Linked DNA regions of Triticum aestivum: region 1 is linked to region 2. Evidence: chromatin contacts called from public Hi-C data. All regions are on one chromosome and are shown on one strand. Each heading gives the region's core, a stretch centred on a gene start, on an enhancer-like site or on the middle of the called end of the contact. The rest is flanking DNA. Distances are from core to core; before and after follow the strand shown. Region 1 holds the start of LOC123155975 (type II inositol polyphosphate 5-phosphatase 15). Region 2 holds the start of LOC123160153 (signal recognition particle receptor subunit beta).

Region 1 (6,834 bases), core at 2,219-4,718, 580 kb after region 2:
CTTTCTTTTTTTTCAACTTTTTTGCACACTTCGTCACGACTGTGGGAAATGACTAACATGTCATAAATTTTGCTACTCTTTGTAGGGGCAAGAGACCATATTAGGACAGTTTTAACGCCGTTAGAGATCGAGACTACCTATCACTGAAGTTGAGGGGCCCAAACTATACTCACGAACTGTTTGAAGGATCAAAAGTGTGATTTTTCAAACATATAACCTTTCCTATGCAATCTTACATAAATCAACATGCATGATAATAAATACATAGAGACTATTCTAAGTAAAGTTCTAACACGAGAGAATTTAGAGTTTGGAAGCCTCAATTGATGACTAGTGCCCTGCAAAAAAAACTAATGACTAGTGAAAGAAAAATATTCTAAAAGAGGACTCGTGAACAATTCTTAAACCCTCTTCATTTGGACCTCAATCCAAGGATATGATTAGAGCATGGTGTCCCCACACTAACATCACATCAAAATTTCCTTATCCAATCTTCTTTCTAGCAGTAGAACGAGGAATGTCACCACACACCACCATCTCTTTCCTGCTACTCATCAATTGTTGTAGCCACCGGTAGTATCAGGCTTAAGCCGAGGACATCATCATACCTTGACCAAACATTTGCCCCTCGTCACCATTGTAGGCACCTCCCACCTCTCTACCTTCTCGTCCTCCTCACATCACTCATCTCCTCCCAGTTGACAGAGGCCGAAAGCTAGAGGTCAGTTCTTAAGACTAGTAACCGAACATTTCTTACTAGATTTTACCTTCACACAAACATTGTTTTCATCTTTGATTATGGTTTTTGTTTTCATCTTGCTTTTCCTAATTAGTTGGGAATTTTTTCCATGGCCAATGAACATGCAAAACTTTACATCAAATTTAAAAAATTGTGATTTTAGTTTCCGTGCAATAAATATTTTGTTTAAGTAAATAAGAGCATTATCAAGTTCAAAAGGAAAAAATGGAGCATTATTAACATACGTAGTACTAGTGAATATTGCTAAGCAAATTGTTGTCATCAATTACATACTGAAACAATGTGTCAATCCCCTAAAAACTTGATGGGCAAGCGTGCGGTAAAAGGAGAGCTCCAAGAGGCTTGTAGGATCCCCATACGCCTCACGGGTTTAGGCGACTAGGCCCTCAAGGGTCATGTCAAGGTCATGTCGCTTTATATTGGTCCAAAGATCATCCCCGTATTTTTGTTTCTTATTTTCTTTCCATAAGTCCAAAATGCATGACCCCGCAAAAAAAGTCCAAAATGCATGTTTGCCTTGAGGAAATAACGGCTAAAAACAGAAACCGATATTGAACGTTTTTATTGATATGATAGTCCAAATAAATAAAAAATTTGCATTAAAAATCATAAGATAGAGACATTTAAACTTCAAAAATTACCGATACGTCAAGGACATATCACCTATCACCACAACTACCATCCCCCCTCCTATAATTAATCAATCTGTTGTAGCCACGACAGCATCAAGCTCAATCCTAGGCATTGTCATGCCTTGATCAAGCATTTGCGCATGTAGCGATTGTATTAACCCCTCGTCGCCATTGTGGGCAACCTCTTTCTCTTCCTCCTCTTCTCTTCATTCTCCTCCCACCGCTCATCTCCTCCCAGTTGATAGAGGCCAAAAGTGAGCGCTCAACCCTTAAGACTAGTAGCCAAACATTTCTTACTATATTTTGCCTTCACACAAACTCTGTTTTCAGGTTTGAATATAAATGTTGTTCTTGTCTTGTTTTTCCTAATTAGTCGAGCACTTCATAATCTTTTGTGTCAAATTTTTTAAATGTGATTTTAATTTTGTGTGCAATAAATGTTTTGTTTAAGCAAATGAGAGCATTATCAAGTTCAAAAGGAAAAATGGAGCATTATCAGCAGATGGAGTAATGAATCTCTAGTACTTAAAAAGAACGTAAGGTTCCATATTTCATTTTCTCCCCATCACCCCTTTGAATAACAATCAGTCCCTTATCTTTGAAAACCCAATAAAGCAGACTAATTACGTCGCATACCTATTTTGCGAGTTTAATAAATGATAAAATATGCTTTATAAAACCAAAACATAATTTTATTTATCTATTTATTTTGCATCAAGATTTGTCTAGTATGATCGTCTTGTTATTTCTATGTGTCGCCGTACTGCAAACTCTATTGCGCATGAACTAACCAAATTAGGTCGTCTTTGTTTACCGAAAGAATGTATTGAGTGGAACTCTATCATGCCGGCTCAAGTGGTTGTTTGTGTCTCGGGTGATTTACCCGAGCACCATTAGTTATAAAGCTTAGGTTTACCCTAAAAAAAGTATTTGCCCCCGGGTAATACACATGCACATGCTTAGTATAGCTAAATAAATGGTTGTCATCAGTTTCATAAACTGAAACAATTTATGAATCCCCTAAAACTTGATGGACAAGCTTGTCATTAAAGGAGAGCATCATGGAGCTTCTAGAATGCTAAGACACATGACCCATACGCCTCAAGGGGTTTATGCGCCTGCCCCCCTAAACCAAGTCTAGGTCATGTGGCTTTATATTGGGTTAAAAAATCACCCTCGTATTTTTTCTAAAAAAATCCACAATTCCAAAATATATGTTTGCCTCGAGAAATAAACGCTAAAATCATAAACGAACATTGAATGTTTTTATATATACATCAGTATAAATAAATATAAAATTCTCATAAAGTTATCAGATGGTGACATTTAAACTTAAGTTATGGGTGCTTTAAGCATGTATCGCTTATCACCATAGCCACCATCTCCTCCTCCTGGAACTCATCAATCTGTTGTAGCCACCAACAGCATCAAGCTCAAGCCTAGGCAACGTTATGCCTCGATCAAGCATTTGTCCATGTCGGATTTGAATTAACCCCATGTCGCCCTCCGCCCACCAGCCATCTCCTCTGAATCGACTGCGGCGGAAAGTGGGCGCTCAATCCTTTAAGACTAATAACCGAACATTTTCGGCTAGATTTTTTTCGAGGAAAGTGTGTGTTTTATTCCTCGGTAATAGAATTACAGTCTGCTAATGCATCTTCAACTACACTCTCAGATACATGGCGCAACCAACAAGCGGTGCTACCACCAAAACGACCAATATTAGCAAGACTATGAGCAACTCTATTTTGATGACACTCGATTCACGGAGATGATTATAGTTTTGTTTTAGTCTTGCTTTTCCTAATTAGCCAGGCATTCAATTTTATAAAAAGCTGTGATTTTAGTTTTTCGTGCAATAAACGTTTTCTTTGAGCAAACATGAGCATTATCAGGTCGAAAAGGAAAAATAAAGCATTATCTGCAGGCCGGGGAGCGAATATATAGCTACAGTAAACGAATGGCTATCATGAGTTGCACACCAAAACAATTTGTCAATCCCCTGCAAGAATTCTCCTTTCCCAATACAGTTGACCCTGATCCATTTGGGAAAGCCGTAGCTTTCAGGGCAGCGATCCCGGGCAGCACCAACCTCCCTCTTCGGGCCGCTTCCAACATCACGGCGAGGAGCTTCCCCACGCCCCCCACTTTCCCACTGCCACGGCCGGTGCCTCCCCATGGACCCCCCGTGGTCCCGGTCCACGAGGCATCCACCCATATAACCAGAAACAAACAGCCTTCCCGCACACTGTCACACCAGCTCCGGAGTTCCCTTGCCTCCACGGCGCGGCGCGGCCTCCCCCTTCCGCCCCTGTCTCCGTCGCCTCTCCTCTCCCGCCGTCTCCGCCTTACGGGCGCGTACGAGCTCGAATCGCCGCCGGACGGACCAGGAGCGCTCGCGCGCGGACGCGAGGTCATGGAGCCCGACGACGAGCGGGGGCGGGCGCCGCAGCGCAAGGGGATATCCTACAGCCAGCCGCTCGCGCGGGACGCGGTGGCGCAGGCGGCGTACGCGCGCCACGCCGCGCTCAGCTCGCACAGCCTTGACGACGACCCCATCGCCTCCGCCTCGGCGCACCGCCACGACCCCGCGCGCAGCGTGTCGTGTCCCCACCAGCTCCCGCCTCACCACCACCACAGCCGCGGCGGCGAGTCCATGTACTTACACGCCGCCTCCTTCGGCGGCGGCGGCGCGGTGACGCTGGAGCGGGCCGTGGCGACGTCGGAGCACGGGGGCAGGGGTGCGCTGCCGGAGTTCGTTGGCGCGGGCGGGGGCGAGGGCATCTTCCGCGTGCCGCTGCGCGCGGCCATGCACCCTGGCCGCCCGCCGGCGCTCGAGGTGCGGCCCCATCCGCCGCGGGAGACGCAGGTGTGCTCCTTCCTGCGGACGCTCGCGTGCGAGCCGCAGCTTCGCCAGCTGTGGGCGGGGGCCGAGTCCGGGGTTCGGGTGTGGGGCCTCGACGAGCTGTTCGCCGGGAGCGTCGTGGGGGCGCGCCGGGGAGACGAGGAGACCGCGCCGTTCACGGAATCCGTGCCCGCGCCGCCAGCGCTCTGCGTCGCGGTGGACAGCGCGAACAAGCTCGTGTGGACGGGCCACAAGGATGGGAGGATCCGGTCGTGGCGCATGGACCTCGCCACGGCGCCGGCAGGTGCAGCAGATGGTGGCGAGAATGCGCCCATGTTCAAGGAGGCCCTGTCGTGGCAGGCGCACAGCCGCACCCCGGTGCTCTCCATGGTTGTCACATCATACGGTGAGAAGCTCGCTTCCTTGATCACCCAATTTTGGTTTTCATTGACTGCTTCGAGCAAAAGCAAATTGTATACTGGATATGAGCTATGAGCATAATCCGGCAATGGCACTCTGCTGAAAGGCGTGATGATAACTGGAAATGTTCAATTTAGCCGATTTTAAGTCATCGCGAAATGCTAAGATTACCTAATTTTACATCATTGGCAAGTGCTAACTTGGCAATGGCGCTTCTGCCACATTTACACCTTTTTTTACTTTAGGTTGGAGTTTTGGACGGTAGAGTTAGCCTTTCTAAAGAATAAAATTAGCTTTTCCCCATACTGACGGACATCCTGGTTCTAATTTTTTTTCTCATAATTATGTAGCAAACATGTCCAACCACGTTGATATTAATCATCAATCAGGTTATTTACAGAAAAATAAGGCAAGCTTGGTATCACAGCCTGGTTAAGGCGCACCTAGTGCCTCGCTCTTGCTTCAACCTGAGAAAACCAGTGTAATAACAGTGAATAGATAACAGAATTAAGCTGACGAAAGTAAGCCCTTATTACAACTGAAAGCGACAAATTTCACCCAGTCAGTCACTCATTTACCCTCCAGTTCCTCTTCCATCTTCTGTAAAGAACTAGCTTGTGAATGTTCAGCTCTCTCCTAGATAACTGATTCCAATAAGCTAAATCAGTATTCGTTAACTGTAGATTCTTATGTCCATATGTCTTCTGATTTTTGTTGTGCGGGATATGACTCTTGATTGACTACTCTGAAACCTATATATATAGGGAATATTTTAGTATTATTAGTTCATTTGTGCAGTTTATTTCACATCAAAACTAAATTATCAGTTTTCCTTTCTGGCCTCTTCCGACTTGAATCAAGCATTGTCGAGGCATTGATATCTACTCCCTCCGTAAAGAAATATAAGAGTGTTTAGATCACTACTTTAGTGCTCTTATATTTGTTTACAGAGGGAGTAAATCACTAGTCTGCGTTACAAGTTTTGGCATTCATGCACCTCTCTTGTTGCAGATAAGAGGTTATAATCTAAATTTGAACTAAAATGGAGTGAAAATTTATCCCAAATTGATATGTTTCATTTCAATCTCTTGGAAACAGGTGAAATATGGTCAGGCACCGAAGCAGGTGTTATAAAGGCATGGCCCTGGGATGTCATTGCTAAGTCCCTCTCACTAACACCAGAAGAAAAATATATGGCTTCTTGTCTGGTCGAAAATGCGTATATTGACCTTAGGAACTATGTCACAGTTGGTAACATGTTCTCTTTGCCCACTACTGATGTGAAACACATGCTTGCGGACCATTGTCGAGCGAAAGTTTGGAGTCTAACTAGCATGACGTTTGCTCTTTGGTACGATTCTAAATATAAATGCCATCACATCAGTTTCTCAACTACATTATCTCATGGCCGATTGGAACTAATTGTTTGATATGCTTTGTGTAGGGATGCTCGGACAAGGGAGTTGTTAAAAGTATTTGGCATGGACGGCCAAGTGGAGTCAGCTCGTCTAGAGCCACTAGTTATGCCAGAACAATTTATAGAGGAAGAAATCAAGGTAAAACCCACAAAGAAGGAGAAAAACCAAGGCTCTATCACCTTTTTACAGAAATCTTGGAATGCCTTGATTGGGGCTGGCGGTGCAGTACGCAGAGTTGCAACTAAAGGAACGTTTGTTGAAGATAACCGTCGAACAGAAACTGTGGCTCAAGCAATGGATGGAGCAATTTGGTCAGGTTGCACAGATGGCTCGATTATTATGTGGGATGGAAATGGGAACTGGCTAAAAGAGTTCAGTTATCATAATTCTTCCGTTCAATGCATAAAGGCACTCGGAGAAAAGGTGTGGGTGGGCTATGCCAGTGGTGCTGTTCAAGTCATGGATGTTGAAGGTAACCCTCTGGGAGGATGGACCGGACATAGCTGTCCAGTCATTCAGATGGCCATTGGTGGTTCTTACATCTTTACGCTAGCCCATCATGGTGGTATTCGAGGATGGCCTCTAACTTCTCCTGGACCTCTGGATGATATTCTGCGGACGGAATTGGCGAAGAGGGAGTTGTCCTATACAAGGGTAGAGAACATTAAGATGCTGGTTGGAACTTGGAATGTTGCGCAGGAGAAAGCATCACCTGAATCGCTTTGGTCATGGTTGGGTACTGCATCATCTGATGTTGGA
Region 2 (7,040 bases), core at 2,178-4,677:
GGAATTGAAGGGGTTGGATGCGACGCCTGAGGAAGACCTCCAGAAGATCCATGCCCGTCACCCCCTCCCGAACCAACTGCACCACGCGCTCCATCAACATCTTCACGTCGGCTTTCTCCTCCGGAATCAGCTTCAGAGGGGAGGGCTTGTTCACTCGGTCCATGGTAAATGGAGGGAGTCCACTCGACTGCCCTGGCGTCGACTGGACCTGGCAGTAGAACCAAGTCGACTGCCAGCCTCTGACGGACTCGGGAAAGGTCATGGGCGGGAAGGTGCTCTTATTCCTCACCTGGATCCCCAGGCCCCCACACATTTGGACGACTCGGGTTTTCTCATCACCTGGGCTCGCCTTCTTCACGGTCTGAGAGCGACACGTGAAGATATGTTTGAACAAACCCCAGTGCGGTCGACAGCCCAAGAAACCCTCACACATGGACACGAATGCAGCAAGATAGGCAATGGAGTTTGGGGTAAAGTGGTGAAGCTGCGCTCCAAAGAAATTCAAGAAGCCACGGAAAAAAATACTTGGCGGCAAGGAAAACCCACGATCAACATGAGTGGCCAAAAGCACACACTCACCCTCTTCTGGCTGTGGATGCCACTCCTCCCCCGGCAACCTCGCAGCTCCGTGAGGGATCAAGCCCTCGTTGGCCATGTCGAGGAGGTCCTTCTCTGTGATGGTCGACTGGATCCAGTCTCCTTGGACCCAGCCCTTCGGCAGGCGGGACCTGGACGAGGACCCTCCGCGGCTGGTGGATCTCCCCTTCGCCTTCTCCGACGCCGACGCCTTCTTGGCGCGCTCCAGCGCCGCCGTCTTCTCCTTGGCCATGGTCGCCGGAGAGATGCGCGAAGGGAAGTGGTGCGGGGGCGAGAGCGAGCACGCTGAGCAGGGAAGAAGGAAGCAGAGAGAGAGGGAGAATGCTGGGGCGCAGCACAGAAATCCTCGCCGGGCGCATTTATAAGGTCCCTTCCGAGTGGCTGACATGCGGGCCCGGTCGATCTAATCATATCTGAGAGCAGTTATGCAGGCTGGATACGTGGCGAAAAAGGCGGCGCGGAGATCGAGGCGTCTATGCCCCGTCCCATCCGAACGCCGCGGTCCGCCCCGCTTCGCGCGCGCCCCCAAATTTCGCATCCCGCGGAATCCGCGAGCAACAAATCAGTCTGTCAGACGCGGTGTTTCCGGCGATCCGTCGCTCGGAGATCGTCGAAGCCCGAAAGATCACTCGACGTAAAAACAGAATGGATCGAGTCGACTGAAGGCAAATTGCTCCCTGTCAACGAAGAGATTCTTTGGTCCAGAACAGCGCACAACTAGAGCGCAAAGGTCAATCGGAAACGACATCAACTCCTTCACTCGAAGCCTCAATCCATTCGGGGGCTAATGATGGGGTTATGTACCTAGGGTAGGGTCATGGACCTGTTCCAAGTAACTTACCCCAAGACATCCTTAGAAGAGGTCGCCTTCCAGTCGACCAATGAGGACTCACTCGACTGGCCTGAAGGACTCGACCACGAAGACTCACTCGACCACCAGGAGGTCAAGAGGCACTCTGCACTGCAACGGCCTGTAATCAAGTAGTCTTTATGATAGTAAAGGCACTTTATGTGGGGCGTTACCAGTAACGCCCCAGACTTAACTCACTTTAAACCCTCTCCTACGTGGGCTGGCTGGGGTCCTGGCGCACTCTATATAAGCCACCCCCCTCCACAGGCAGAGGGGTTCGGCACCTTGTAATTCATACATTCATAATCCACTCGACCGCCTCCGGGCTCTGAGACGTAGGGCTGTTACTTCTTCCGAGAAGGGCCTGAACTCGTACATCCTTTGTGCTTACAACCTCTCCATAGCTAGGACCTTGCCTCTCCATACCTACCCCCCACTCTACTGTCAGGCTTAGAACCACGACAAATCCCTAACTAAAACTTGGCAATGAAGAGAGACAGAAACTAGCAAACCTAAATATGCAAGGTCGTTACTCTGGCCACATTCTATGGTTTTGAGTCAATCCACTAGAATGTGAGTAACTGTGATACCCAAGGGGGAGAGAAACTTGCCATAGTAGATAATTACCTGGTAGAAAAGAATAGTTTTACCACTTCCACTTAGCCCGGATAGCACAATGGTGTTTGGTTTCGATGATTTCAGACAAGAAGCTGTTACAAAAATCAGACATATACTGCTCATCAATTGCTGCACATATATAGCGCCAGTGAAATTATAATCACAAAGACAGAAATATTACTAGTACAGCAACACAAAAACAGAAGTATCACTAAGTACGGCAACACAACAATGTATTTCAAATCTTGAGATGCACCATTGCATAAACTAAGGTAATAAGTTCAAATGTTGCACTCTGAAAATAAATTATCTCTAGATTAACACGACACATATTATCATGTTATTATCACTCTGCCAGAAGCATTGATGTTTAAGAACTCATAATTTCCAACATCTTGCAGTATTATGATTTTACAGCCTGCACTTGCAAATGTAAATACAGACAAAATCAACAGAACTACACCACTAACTTGATACACCTTATGACCCACTGCAAAGTATAGTGTAAATCAGTTGATAAATTCAACATCTCTGCTTCCGTTCTGAGTCAACAGTATAAAAAAGAACTAAGGATGTGTACAAATCCAAACTTACCAATGCATCATTCCTGTACAGACAGGATACTACGTCCACTGTAGATTACGTTTTTTACCCAGTATAATTAAACAGGAAACTGCGACCTGGTGCCCCATTCAAGCTAAATTCCACCAACTATGCACCAGCTCTCAGCTTGATCATAGGCATGGGCTCAATTACGACTTAATCATATTTGAACGTAGTGGCATACTGGCATTACACTGCAGCTAACGACACAACTGCTCATCCACAGCTAGTTTGAATCAGTCAGAAACTAGAGGTGCACATGGAACGCACAAATTCAAACAAGCCCAACACCTTCAGGCAAAGCGGACCTGCTCCCGAGACAGCTCTTAAGTTGCCAAATTACCACATCTATCTGCCTAGTTTTTCAGGGACCGCATTCTGCACACGCTCTTGACTACTGCGCGAACAGCCGGTAGCAAGGACACACTGCGAGAAGAAGCTTAGGCTCGGGAAATCACCTGCGAGGAGCACCAGAATTGTGACGGCAATCACGGCGACGGCGACGTAAATCTGCTCCGGGGGCTGCTGGCGGATCCAGCGCTCGGCCTGGCCCGCCCACTCCTCGGCCTGGCGAACCCACTCATCCATCGCCGTGAGCGCCGCGCGGAGGGCGAGAGGAGCGAGCGGCGGTGGCGCCGGGGGCTCTAGCCTCTAGGAGCGGCTGGACGCGGAGAATCACGGGAGGACAGTGGGACAGCGGAGGAGGTGGAGGAGGCGAAGAGGGGGGGGACTCGTCTGGAAGCAGATCACGATGCGATGAGTGGGCGGTGGGCACGAAGGACGCACGGGTTTCTTATTGGGTCGTCACGTGGAGTACCAGCTCGGAAAAGGCAGGCCCAATGGGAGGGAGAAGTCGTCCGGCCCATATTTGATAGGCCGACTCTGCAGCATGCACGTAAGGCAGAAACCACGGAAAACCCTATTTGCCGCTCTCTGCGGCAAAATGTCGGGGTCCCGCACAGGGTTATCGAGCTAGCGGAGTCGGGTGGGCCAGCCTGTTAAGCGTTCCCACTACATCGGTTTTGGGAACCTTCTATGACATTCCCAGCCGGTTTTTTCCGGTTTTGGGAACCTTCTAGAAGGTTCCTGAACCGGTTTTATTTTTTTTCGTTTTCATTTTTTCTTTTTATTTCCCTTTTCCTTTTTTCTCTTTGTTTTTTCTTCTTTTTTTCTTTCTTCTTGCTATTTTATTTTTTGATTTTTTCAGTTTTTAAAAAGTGAAATTTTCAGATTATGTTCATTCTTTTAGAAACTGTTCCTATTTCTAAATTTTTGTTCAGAAATTTCGTAAAAGTTTAGAATTTCGAAAATTGTTTGCTTATTTTCAAAAAGTGTTCGTCTTTTTAAGTTTTGTTCACAAACTAAAATATGTTCGGTTTTAAGAAATATGTTCCCGTTTTCAAAACTTGTTCAAAACATGTTCCATGTTTCAAATATTGCTTGCAAATTCAAAAAGTGTTCGTGTTTTTAAATCAAAATTTTAAATTTTGTTCATGTTACCAAAAATAGTTCAGTTTTTGAAAAAATGTTCTCAAAATTCAAAAAAAAAATCTTATTGTTACAAAAAAGGTTCAAACTTTCGAATTCAGAAAATGTATCAGATTTCAAATTTTTGTTCACATATTCAAAAATTGTTCGCGCTTCCAACTTTGTTTGGAATTTTTTCAAAATTTCTTCTCAAGATTCAAAACATGTTCGTCATTTAAAAAATTGTTTGCTCTTCCAAATTTGTTTGGGATTTTTCAAAATTGTTCTCTGTTTCAAAATTTGTTCTCAAGATTTTCAAAAAATGTTGTTGCTTTAAAAAATTGTTCGCGCTTCCAAATTTGTTTGGAATTTTTTCAAAATTTGTTCTCAAGATTCAAAACATGTTCGTCATTTAAAAAATTGTTCGCTCTTCCAAATTTGTTTGGGATTTTTCAAAATTGTTCTCTGTTTCAAAATTTGTTCTCAAGATTTTCAAAAAATGTTGTTGCTTTAAAAAATTGTTCGCGCTTCCAAATTTGTTCGGAATTTTTTCAAAATTTGTTCTCAAGATTCAAAACATGTTCGTCATTTAAAAAATTGTTCGTTCTTCCAAATTTGTTTGGGATTTTTCAAAATTGTTCTCTGTTTCAAAATTTGTTCTCAAGATTTTCAGAAAATGTTGTTGCTTTAAAACATTGTCCGCGCTTCCAAATTTGTTCTCAAGATTCAAAAATTGTTTGTGCTTTAAAAAACTGTTCACAAATTCCAAATATGTTCATGTTTTCGAAAAATCTGTGGGAAATTCAAAATTTGTTTGTTTTCATAAAATTTGTTCACATATTAAAAAAGTATTCATGTTTCAATATTTGTTCACAAATTCAAAAAAAAATCCGCGTGTTTAATTTTTGTCAATAATTCAAAAAATTGTTCACATATTCCAAAAACTACTGCAGTTTTGAAAAATGTAATTGGCTGAATTAGTTTTTATTTTTCGCCGCGACGATAGTTTATTTAAACTCCCGCTGCTATTCTATCACAGCAGCTAGCCTAGTGCAGTGGCTAGAGCATCACGTGCATCTATTGAAGGTTTTGCGTTCGAATCCACGCTACAGCAAGCTTTTTTGCGCGAATTTTTCATTACTTGACGGAGACAGCGAATGGGCCGGCCCGGTTGCACGACCCCTGTGCGTCGCGCGACCTATTTGCCGCAAAATGCGGCACATAGGAGGTCTCAGAAACCACGGCATAGTTTTTGGTACACCCAGGATCCGATCACCGGACCTTCTTTTGTCTACATGATGAATGCCTGATTTTATGCCAAATTTGTCCTCGCCGTATCTGGAACAATTTTTTTCATGCCAAAATTTGGTCGTCACACATCATTTCTATTCCTTCCGTTCATTTTTATAAGACCTTGAAAACATTTCAGACAATGTGTAAAACAACTTATTTTGTGTTGTCTGAAACGACTTACAAAAGTGAACGGAGGAAGTAATAATTTTGTTCTAGAGATTTTGTGTTGTCTGAAACGACTTACAAAAATGAACGGAGGAAGTAATAATTTTGTTCTAGAGATTGGCAAAAAAAGAAAAGGATTGAACAAAGCAAAGATGGGAGGGAATCTGGCCCAAAAAAAGCAGTACAAAATAATATGTCTTCCAGGTTCGATCTGGTGCCAAAACTTGGTAAGGGGAAACTCGAAGCAGTTGCACAACCGGAACTACTCAGTAGCCGAACACTGGACGACGCTTGATCCAGCGGCCGGCCTCCACTTTGTGCCACACATGCACGGTTTGCAAACATCGGCCGCACACTGTCGTGTGTATAGCAGCACTCTTGCACAACATGGCCGGTTTGGGTGGCAGGAAGCTCATCTGTTGTCTTCGTCCAGTCATTCTTGAGAGCAGTGATCAAGTTTAAGAATGCGCACAGCCCCAAAGATAAGTAGAGGGAGATCTTGTTCTGTTCAGTGCCGCCTCTTCCTCGGCCATTCAAGAAAGGGATTTGCTTCTTCTTACAGGTCCTTGAAGAAAGATAGGAAAGGAATTAGAGCCTTGCCGAAGGCAATGGTCCAGCTTGTGTGGATGGATTTCATTGCGTAGTCTCCAGTTGCTTAGAGCATCTATAGACGGACTTGTAAATCCGATCCCTCAAACACCCGTGGACGCGCTCGGACGTGTCCGCGGACCGTGACCGATCACCCCTCAAAAAACGCATTTCACATTCGGATATCTTAATTAAAAACCTCAAATCCATATTATTACATGCAACCTAAAACCTAATCTAAGCGCAGCTCATCCGGTTCCGCTCCCCGCTCGCCGGGCTCTACCCTGGCCATGTCCGGCGGCCGGCTGCGCTCCTCGAAATGTTGGTCTGGTTGCCGACAAGGTATGGTAGCTCATGGGACACGAGCTGGCTCAGGGGACTCAAAGCCCCGCCGTCTCCCATGCCCTACTCTTCCTCGTCGGAGACCGGAACCCGAACGGTGCTGGCGGACGTCAGATCGATGACGGATCCGTCCGCGAACGAGCCGCCGAAGTCCAACACGATGCGGTTGTCGTGCCCGGATTGATGCGCCATACGGGGCGTCGGAGAATGCGACTCCGCCTTGCTGACGTCCGCCACCGCGAGGGCCGCTGCCGCCGCCTCCCGCGTCCGGTGCCTTCCACAGCAGGCACGCCGTGCCATGGCCTCGTGAGACGATGGTGTGTCCTGAATATCGGCGCGCCACCGGAGCGGCTGCGTGTCCGCCAGCGCGTTCGGATGCCAGACGGACCGCACGGCCATCGACAAGGCAACTAAGGCCGGCATCACAGGGTCCATGCGCCATTTGGGCGGACGCAATGGTTTCCGGCGGATGGAGTCCGAGCGCAGCCGTGCACGGGCGTCCTCCCGGGTGCGGCGG

Evidence for each region. A called contact is a pair of places that touch in the nucleus more often than the background predicts.
Region 1: a contact with region 2 is called in a Hi-C map of leaf, with 6 times the contacts expected there. The contact joins the promoter of LOC123155975 here to the promoter of LOC123160153 in region 2. A contact is called at or near these places in 3 of 5 Hi-C or Micro-C datasets (leaf and an unstated tissue).

The regions. Positions count from the first base shown.
Region 1 is chr7B:215,818,124-215,824,957 of IWGSC CS RefSeq v2.1, forward strand. LOC123155975 (type II inositol polyphosphate 5-phosphatase 15) reads left to right here and starts at 3,469. Exons shown (of 10, transcript XM_044574147.1): 1 at 3,469-4,643; 2 at 5,756-6,008; 3 at 6,102-6,834. The coding sequence starts at 3,809.
Region 2 is chr7B:215,240,327-215,247,366 of IWGSC CS RefSeq v2.1, forward strand. It overlaps LOC123160153 (signal recognition particle receptor subunit beta), which reads right to left and starts at 3,428. Exons shown (of 6, transcript XM_044577967.1): 1 at 3,127-3,428; 2 at 2,075-2,157. The coding sequence starts at 3,256.